2 separate regions of the Macaca mulatta genome follow, and region 2 is linked to region 1. The links are chromatin contacts, called in public Hi-C maps. All regions are on one chromosome and are shown on one strand. Each heading gives the region's core, a stretch centred on a gene start, on an enhancer-like site or on the middle of the called end of the contact. The rest is flanking DNA. Distances are from core to core; before and after follow the strand shown. Region 1 holds the start of TBCB (tubulin folding cofactor B). Region 2 holds the start of ZNF585B (zinc finger protein 585B).

Region 1 (4,651 bases), core at 796-3,295:
CCATCTGTGCAGGGATCCGGCCCTTCCGCTGTAGTGCTTGCGGGAAAGCGTTTACGCAGCGCTGCTCCCTGGAAGCTCACCTTGCTAAGGTGCACGGGCAGCCGGCCAGCTACGCTTACCGCGAGCGTCGCGAGAAGCTGCACGTGTGCGAGGACTGCGGCTTCACCAGCTCCCGGCCGGACACCTACGCACAGCACCGCGCCCTGCACCGCGCAGCCTGATACGGTGTGCCAGCGTCCTCCCCAAGAGGCAAATAAACACAGGAAACTCACGCATGGAATCTGGTGTTTATTACACTCGGGGGAGAGGGGAGGTCACTCGGTCCAGCGGTGGCCACAGTGTGGGGCTGTGCACACGTAGTACAGGCGCATAGCATCCTGGCAGAAATGATGCATGGTTAGGAAGGGTTTGGACCCAGGAGCGCCTCACCCCAAAAGAACAGGCAAGAGAACTTCACCAATACGTAAGGGTCCGGCCCAGAGTTCCAAGAAGCGCTGGGTCACCCATATTGATATCCCCGCCCCGGGGAAGGACCAAATAAGCCCCAGATACTTAAGAAGCCCTCGTGCCACTTACCTCGGCCCGGGCACTGTGCGACTGGAAGAACACAGCCTCCTTATGGCCACACCTGAGGGGGTGGGAGCTCGGTCACTGGAAGCTTGGCAACCTTCCCTCCTCCCTTCGCCCAGTGAGAACGAGCCTCACTTTATCTCCCCAGTACCAGCTGAGCGCTCACTTTTGGCACGGGTGGTCCTCGGTCCGCGGCAACGTGGGGTCCTGGGACACGTCGGCGATAATCTGGGTCAGTTCGCTGCAGGCACGTGGGGGTGCAAAATGACTCTCCGACCCAGCCTCCAGAGCCAACACCCCCGCCCCCAGCTCAGGGCCCGCCACTCACTCCACTTCGTGCGTGATCTTGTTGACATAGATGCAGCTGTTGTCGGCCTCCTGCTGGTAATCACAGTTCCGGCACTGCCAGAGGGCGAGTGTGGGGGTAAGGGAGTCATGGCGGGATTCCAGATAAGACTGGGAGGAGAGGGCAGGGTGATCCCGGAGGGTATGACGACAGGACTGTCTTTGGTGATGGGCAGGAGAGTCAGGATCACTTGGGGTGCAGCGGGGGGCGAACAGGGAATCCGGTCACAGAGGCAGGGGGCAGGGCGGGGCCACTTGTGTGGACCGGACGGGGAAGACCCGAGCGCTCACCGCGTATAGCAGAATGCGGTTCTCCTTGTCTTCCTTGGGGTACAGCATGTTGTTACTACGGGGAGGGGGACGTGCCAGGGGTTAGTCCTGGAGCCATTCCTCGCCCCCTTTCTAACATCACCCGCTCCCTCCGCCTCACCATTCCTGGCAGAAGCGAATACCCACGAAGCCCGGTTCGTAGGTCCCGTCGGGCTCCATGGCGACGCGCAGCCCGCCCAACCTTCTGCGCTTGCTCCGCCGCGCTACAGGTCGCGGGAGGGGCCAGGCCTAGGTGCTTCGCCAAAAGTGGGCGGAGCTGCGCACACGTGCTGGCTACCCGCGGCCTTGGGCGCGGCTCTCTCCGCGCAGAGGTTTCATGGCTTGCGTCAATCTTTTGATATCCTAGAGTAATTGCTTCCAATTTTTGGGCATCGCCGCCTTAGTTTACAGAATAGTATGGATCTGAGTGCCAGAGCCAGGAAAACGATGCGCACTGTAAGCCGCAAAACGCTGAGCACCCAGGAAAGAAGCCATGGCGCTTGACTTGGTTGAAGGCCAGCGCGCATGCGCGAGTTGCCCTTCGCGCACTGAGAGAGCTCTTGCCAGTCCTCCCTCCCGGCTTCAGTCTTCGCCGCTTGCTGTGGTCCTTTCCCGGTCGCTATTGGAAGAACCGTGAACTATGGAAGGCCTCTCTGGATTGGCTGGGCTAGCCTAGGAATAAGGAGAACCCTCTTTCTGGCGGTGGGGAAGGGACGGGGGCGATTGGCGGACGCTCCTGGCAGGAGAGCGCGGATTGGTCAGGCCCGGAACAGGAGGCGGGGCTGATATCCCAGCAGCGGCGGCGGTGGCGGCTGCGGAGCGACCGCGCTGCAGGCCCCGGCAGGGCGCGGCAAGATGGAGGTGACGGGGGTGTCGGCACCCACGGTGACCGTTTTCATCAGCAGCTCCCTCAACACCTTCCGCTCAGAGAAGCGGTACAGCCGCAGCCTCACCATCGCTGAGTTCAAGGTGTGGCCATAGGGGCGGGGTCCGGAGGGGCGGGGCGAAGAAGAAATGGGGGGGTTCCCCAAATGGGGAGGCGGGGAGGGACCGGGGAACGACTGGGCGGCCCTGGAGGTGATCCCAGGCTGCGGAGTCTGGGAACTCGGTCGCGGCGGAGCGGGTCCGGAGAGAACCCGAGAGTGAAGAGACGAGGGGCGGGTCCAGCGAAAAATCCGACGGTCCAGAGGGCGGGGGCAAGAGGCGAGGGGCCGGAGTGCGGCCCCGTGCGTCCTGACTGGGGGGTATTTTGGAGGAACAGGGACGTGGCGATGGTCATTGATGCAAGGGGCGGGGCCCCTGGCCTCCTTCTCCTCACCCTGCCTCCTCCTCGCAGTGTAAACTGGAGTTGCTGGTGGGCAGCCCTGCTTCCTGCATGGAACTGGAGCTGTATGGTGTTGATGACAAGTTCTACAGCAAGCTGGATCAAGAGGATGCGCTACTGGGCTCCTACCCTGTAGATGACGGCTGCCGCATCCACGTGAGGACTCTACCTGGGACACTTCCCCGCCCCACCATTCATTTGGCTATTCAACAGGCACTTGCTGGACTTTGCCCTCAGTCATATGCAAGATAGGTCCTGCCCCCGTGGAGCCTCCAGTGCAGCCTGAGGAGTGACAGACCCATCTTTAGACAGGAATAGCCTAGAGTGGTTTGGGCTGGGATCAGGAAATCCCAGGGGGCTGGGGCCACCCAGGAGAGGTGCCTGACCACCTGGGACAATCAGAGAGGGCTTCCTGGAGGAAGGGATGTCTGAGCTGAGGGATGAGGAAAGGGTGACTTAAGAGAAAGAGGTGGAAAGGAGGGAGCAGGGGGTACAGAGGCCTAGAATGTCAGGTAGGTCGCAGTGAGCGACCAGGCTGGACAGCTTGGGATAAGCCAGAACACAGAGGACTTTGTGCATCCGCTCACCACGTCTTTTCTGTCTTTTTTTTTTTTTTTTTTGAGCCAGTGTCTCACTCTGTCGCCCAGTCTGGAGTGGAGTGCAGTGGCACGATCTGGGCTCACTGCAACCTTCACCTCCTGGGTTCAAGCGATCCTCATGCCCCAGCCTCCCAAGTAGCTGGGATTACAGGCGCCCACCCAGCTAATTTTTGTATTTTTAGTAGAGACGGGTTTTCGCCATGTTGGCCAAGCTGGTCTGGAACTCCTGACCTCGAGTGATCAGCTCACCTTGGCCTACCAAAGTGCTGGGATTACAGGCGTGAACTACCAAGCCCGGCCCCTTTCTGTCCTTATTCCCTCCCCACCTCACTCAGTCTGTAGCAGCCACATTGCTCTTTGCACATCCCAGGTGAGCACTGCCTCTGGATCCTCTACTTGAATGGTTCTTTTGTCATATGCCTGCGTGCCTCACCCTTCCTTCCTGTCTTAAAGTGTCACCATTCTAGCGAAGCCTTCACTGGCCTCAGTGTTAATGTTCACCTCATTCTTTTTCCCTTCTTTGCTTTATTTTAGATTTTTGTGTTTACCAATGATTCCCCTCTGACACACTCTGGATTTCTCTCATCTGGTTTATTTACTCTCTGCCTCCCCGGATTCGATTGCCCTGAGGGCAGAAATTTTGATCACTATAATTCACTGCTGTGTCCCCAGTACTTGGAACAGTGCCTGGGACAGGGAGGATAGTCCGTGAATCGTTTTTTGTTTTGTTTTGTTTGAGACAGAGTTTCCGGCCCTTGTTCCCCAGGCTGGAATCCAGTGGTGCGATCTCAGCTCACTGCAACCTCTGCCTCCTGGGTTCAAGCTATTATCCTGCCTCAGCCGCCCTGGTAGCTGGGATTATAGGTGTGCACCACCACACCCGGCTAATTTTGTAATTTTGTATTTTAAGTAGAGACGGGGTTTTACCATATTGGCCAGGCTGGTCTTGAACTCCTGACCTCAAGTGATCCGCCCACCTTGGCCTCACAAAGTGCTGGGATTACAGGCGTGAGCCACCTGGCCCAGCCCTGTGAATCATTGTTGAATGATGAATTGAATCCATAAAGTAAGACCGCAAGGATAATGTAATTATCCCCATTTTGCAGAAGAGAAAACTTAGCTTCAGGGTAGAATTTATTTATTTTTGAGATGGAGTCTTGCTTTGTCCCCCAGGCTAGAGTGCAGTGGTGTGATCTCGGCTCACTGCAACCGCTGCCTCCTCGGTTCAAGCGATTCTCCTGCCTCAGCCTCCTAAGTAGCTGGGATTACAGGTGCCCGCCACTACGACCAGCTAATTTTTGTATTTTTATTAGAGATGGTGTTTCACCATGTTAGTCAGGCTGGTCTCGAACTCCTGACCTCAGGTGATCCACCCGCCTCAGCCTCCCGAAATGCTGGGATTACAGGCGTGAGCCACCACTTCTCTTTAGTAGAGAGGGTTGAAGGGGTGGCCTGCCCCTCCACACCTGTGGGCATTTCTCATTAGGTGGAACGAGAGACTTGA
Region 2 (4,651 bases), core at 1,262-3,761, 990 kb after region 1:
CCACCTCCCAGGTTCAAATGATTCTCCTGCCTCAGCCTCCGAGTAGTTGGGATTACAGACGCCCACCACACACCGGGCTAATTTTTGTATTTTTGGTAGAGGCGGGGTTTTACCATGATGGCCAGGCTGGTCTCGAACTCCTGACCTCAGGTGATCTGCCCACCTCGCCACCCAAAGTGCTGGGATTACAGGCCTGAGCCACCAGGCCCGGCCAGTCATATCTGTTATTAGCAGTACACTCAAATGGTGCCAATAATATAGTTTTAAATATATAAAGCAGAAACTGACAGAAAGAAGAAAGGACAGGTGGACAAATAACTTTTCCAGTGTGAGTAGTTTACCTTCCTCAACAAAATAATCTGTGAGGAGATACATAATACATATAACATGGGATTAACATCTATAACAATACAAATTAGAGAACATATTACACTGTTTTCATGTAATAGATGTGACATTTATGAAAAATGAGGAAGAACTAGGCCATAAAGCAATTGTTCAACTGAAGCATCACCCACAGACACTAATTGAAACATAAAGCGCACTTCTAAATGGCTCATGGGTCAAAGAAAAACAATTACTGGAAAAAAATTTTAAACACTTAGATTTGAACAATAGGAAACTGCTACACATCAAAACTTGTTCACCTTTATATTACAGGCTGAAACTGAAAGAACTGAACTTTTAACTCAGGTCAGAAAGCAAGCTGATCACAGTCCTCACCGATCACCATAGCTGATCCTGCAGGCTCTCAGTCACTGACCACAGACTCCCCTCACTGACTCCTAAACACCAATCACTGATCCCAAAGAGGCCCATCAATGACCCGAGAAATCCCTGTCACAGACAACCATCAACGGACGTCACAGACCCCCATCACCGAGCCCCGAAACCACCATCACTAATTCCACAGACAACTCCTCTATTACTGACTTCACAGAATTCCTAATTGCAACCAACCAAAATCATCACAGAGACCTCTTGGCAATAAAACGTGAAAATACTCCTGACACCAGCGGCGAACTAGCCCTCGGGGACCACTTCCACTTCCGGTCCGACTTCTAGCACTTCCCCTTGTGGTCTGTTGATATTGCGCATGCTCCAAATTAACTTGGAAGCAATTTCCGCCCACAGTCAACAGGGCGCAGACACATCTTTAGAGACATCGTGCAGTTTCCGTAATCGGAGCTATCGGGCAGAGAATATAACCGCGCCCTTATGGTGTTTATTCGTGTGGGCCGCCATCTTGGATGCGTATCGATTCCGTACAGTGGAGGAGTCCGCCTCTTGCAGGGTTGACTAGAGTAAGGCAAGGATTTTCACGTAGAATGCAAGACTGTTACCATAGTTTGGCCACGCTTATACCCAAGAAGAAGACGTTCCTGAAGATAGGATCTGGAGCTTTATTTATTTATGTATTTATTTAATTTTTTTAATACGGAGTCTTGCCTAGGCTGGAGTGCACTGGCGCCATCTCGGCTCACTGCAACCTCTGCCTCCCAGGTTCAAGCGATTCTCCTGCCTCCGCCTCCCGAGTAGCTGGGATTACAGGCAAGCGCCACTACACCCAGCTAATTTTTTGTGTTTGTAGTAGAGACGTGGTTTCACCATGTTGGTCAGGCTGGTCTCGAACTCCTGCCCTCAAATGATCCGCCCACCTCGGCCTCCCAAAGTGCTGGGATTATAGGCGTGAGCCACCGCGTCCGGCTGTTATATTTATAATAGCTAAGTTAGCCCTTGGTTAGGGCACACTGCAGAAAACAATGATTCCCTAGAAGAAACCATGGGGGAACAAGGAAGCCAGGGATCCTGAGAGAAATAAGGAAGATAAGAGGAGGCATTAGGATCGTACAATCTATTTTTTGGAGACACCACTCAGAAGGGTGGATTGGGATCCGAGTTCACTCCTGGGTGAAACCACTAGGCAAGAGGGAGTTATGTCACAATAGATAGTATCCTGCAGGAAGGGAGGTACAATTTTTAATAGTTGAAAACACATTAGGAAATAGGTTAGAAGTTGGGTTAGTACAATCCTCTCCTAGGAGATACCATGGAAGAGGGGTTAGAAGTCTAAGCATCCCCTTTGAAATGGCTCGTAGGAGGCTTTGGGAGGTATAGATATTTTAATCCCCTTAATCTCCATCAGCATCCACCCTAGCTACCTCAAGCATGGCTATAGCAGGCAGCAACAATAAAAATAATAATAGCCTTGGCCAGACACGTGGTTCACGCCTGTAATCCCAACGCTTTGGGAGGCCGAGGCAGGTGGATCATCTCAGTGGGGAGATCGAGACCATCCTAGCCAACATGGTGAAACCCTGTCTCTACTGAAAATACAAAAATTAGCTGGGTGTGGTGGCACACGCCTGTAGTCCCAGCTACTTTGGAGGCTGAGGCAGTAGAATCACTTGAACCCGGGACGTGGAGGTTGCAGGGAGCTGAGATGGAGCCACAGCACTCCAGCCTGGTGACAGAGGGAGACTCCAAAGAGCTGGGATTATAGGCGTGAGCCACTGTGCCTGGCCAGGGAGTTTTTTTTGTTGTTGTTGTTGTTTTAATTGCAAAGAGATGTTGAATTTTGTCAAATGCTTTTTCTGTTTCTATTGTGATGACCATATGATTTTTGTCCTTCATTCTGTTAATGTGATGTATTGCATGTATTAATTTGCATATGTTAAACCATCTTTGCTTCCCTGGGATAAATCCCACTTGATCATCATGTATATAATCTTTTTGACGTGCTATCGGATTTGGTTTGCTAGTATTTTGTTGAGGATTTTTGCATCTGTGTTTATCAGAGATCTTGGCCTGTAGTTTTCTCTTTCTTCTGTCCTTGTCTGGTTTTAGTATAAGGGTGGTGCTGGCCTCACAGAATCAGTTTGGAAAAATTCCTTCCCCTTCAATTTTTTTGGATTAGTTTGAGAAATATTGGAATTTGTTCTCCCTGAAAAGTTTGGTAGAATCAAATCCAAGAAGGGGATGATGGGAACCTCTAATTTTCAGGCAAACTAGACAGTTGTTGGTAATCAGGTGACTTAGTAGTTGTCATTGGCATCTGAAGAGGTGGGCAGTCTTGTGGGACTGAGCAATTAACCTGTAAGGTCTGTGCTGACTCAGGTTAGTGTCAGACTTGAATTCAATTGTAGGACACCCAGGCAGGGAGGGTTGGAGAAGCTGTGTCAGAAAAACTCCACATATTTTGTGTTAGAAATGAAACATTCTGGAAGTATTGAGTGTTGTGAGAGTATATTTTTAAAAACCAGTTTGTTTTTCCTATGCAACTGTATAAAAAGACATATCAAGTCTCACTCCCCCCGCCACCCCAATCACTATAGGTTACCACTATAGGTATTGTTTCCGGTTCACGTTTCCAATACTTCTTTTTTGCTATCTTTTCTTTTTTTAGTGCATATAAACAAATGCTTATGTCTAATCTGATTTCCTTTTCTTTTTTTAGACAAACTATGTTATACTGTTCTATACTTTCCATTTTTTTATATATTCTAGAATTAATGTCATTCTGTAGAGATGACATTTTTTTTTTCTGCTATGTGTGTACCGGCTGCATAAAACTTTATGATGTGACTGTGGTGATTTGAGCTGCTGCCGTTATCAAATACTAAGCATCTATGTGGACCTTCCTCCCTCCCTCCCTCTCTCTCTCTTTCTTTCTTTGACGGAGTTTTGCTCCAGGCTGGAGTGCAGTGGTTCGATCTTGGCTCACTGCAACCTCTGCCTCCCAGGTTCAAGCGATTCTCCTGCCTCAGCCTCCTGAGTAGCTGGGATGACAGGCGCGTGCCACAACGCCCAACGAATTCTTTGTATTTTTAGTAGAGACGGGGTTTCATCATGTTGGCCAGGTTGGTCTTGAACTCCTGACCTCAGGTGATCCACCCATCTCGGCCTACCAAAGTGCTGGGATTACAGGCGTGAGCCACCGCGCCTGGCTGTGGATGTTTACTTCTATATTTCCCATCATCCTCCCTTGGTCTGTCTCTCTGACCACACACAAATAGTACACTGTTTTAAGTATAGAGGCTTTATCACGTACCTCATATAACCTCACGAGGTTATACGTACGTAACTTCAATTCTACTTTCTGTCTCTATGAATACACCTATTCTAGGCACCTCATATAAGTGGATTCATACAATATTTGTCCTTTTGGTCTGGCTTATCTCACTTCGCATAGTGTTGAAAAAGAAAAGAAACTTTTTATCTGAGGAATGCAAGCCCTCTTTACATGATCAGGCCCAGAGAGGGGTTGGGATGACACAGCTGTTGTGGTGGCTCATGCCTGTAATCCCAGCACTTTGGGAGACCATGGTGGGAGGATTACTTGAGGCCAGGAGTTTGAGTAGACTGGGCAACATAGCTAAACCCCCTCTCTATAATTTTTTTTTTCCAATTAGCCAGGTGTAGTGGTGCACACCGATAGTCCCAGCTACTCAGAAGGCCTAAGCGGAAGGATGCTTAAGTCTGGGAGTTTGACGCTGCAGTGAGCCATGATCATACCTCTGCATTCCAGCCTGGGTGACAGAGCAAGACCTTGTCTCTTAAAAAAAAAAAAAAAAAAAGGCTGGGTGAGGTGGCTCACATCTGTAATTCCAGCACTTTGCGAGGCCAAGGCAGGCAGATCACTTGAGGTCAG

Evidence for each region. Hi-C and Micro-C count contacts between places; a contact is called where the count stands out from the background.
Region 2: a contact with region 1 is called in a Hi-C map of liver, with 6 times the contacts expected there. The contact joins the promoter of ZNF585B here to the promoter of TBCB in region 1. A contact is called at or near these places in 2 of 14 Hi-C or Micro-C datasets (cortical neurons and liver).

Annotation. Positions count from the first base shown.
Region 1 is chr19:47,370,030-47,374,680 of T2T-MMU8v2.0, forward strand. It overlaps TBCB (tubulin folding cofactor B), which reads left to right and starts at 2,046. Exons shown (of 6, transcript XR_003725091.2): 1 at 2,046-2,193; 2 at 2,561-2,704. It overlaps POLR2I (RNA polymerase II subunit I), which reads right to left and starts at 1,860. Exons shown (of 6, transcript NM_001266627.1): 1 at 1,346-1,860; 2 at 1,207-1,261; 3 at 899-972; 4 at 737-811; 5 at 577-628; 6 at 270-377. The coding sequence starts at 1,404. The coding sequence ends at 315. It overlaps OVOL3 (ovo like zinc finger 3), which reads left to right. Exons shown (of 4, transcript XM_015123733.3): 4 at 13-271. The coding sequence ends at 221.
Region 2 is chr19:48,355,791-48,360,441 of T2T-MMU8v2.0, forward strand. It overlaps ZNF585B (zinc finger protein 585B), which reads right to left and starts at 2,512. Exons shown (of 5, transcript XM_077982393.1): 1 at 2,483-2,512. The region is part of intron 1 of ZNF875 (zinc finger protein 875); the gene reads left to right. All of the region lies in intron 1 of ZNF383 (zinc finger protein 383), which reads left to right. LOC144337446 (a long non-coding RNA gene) reads right to left here and starts at 1,025. Exons shown (of 2, transcript XR_013410609.1): 1 at 146-1,025.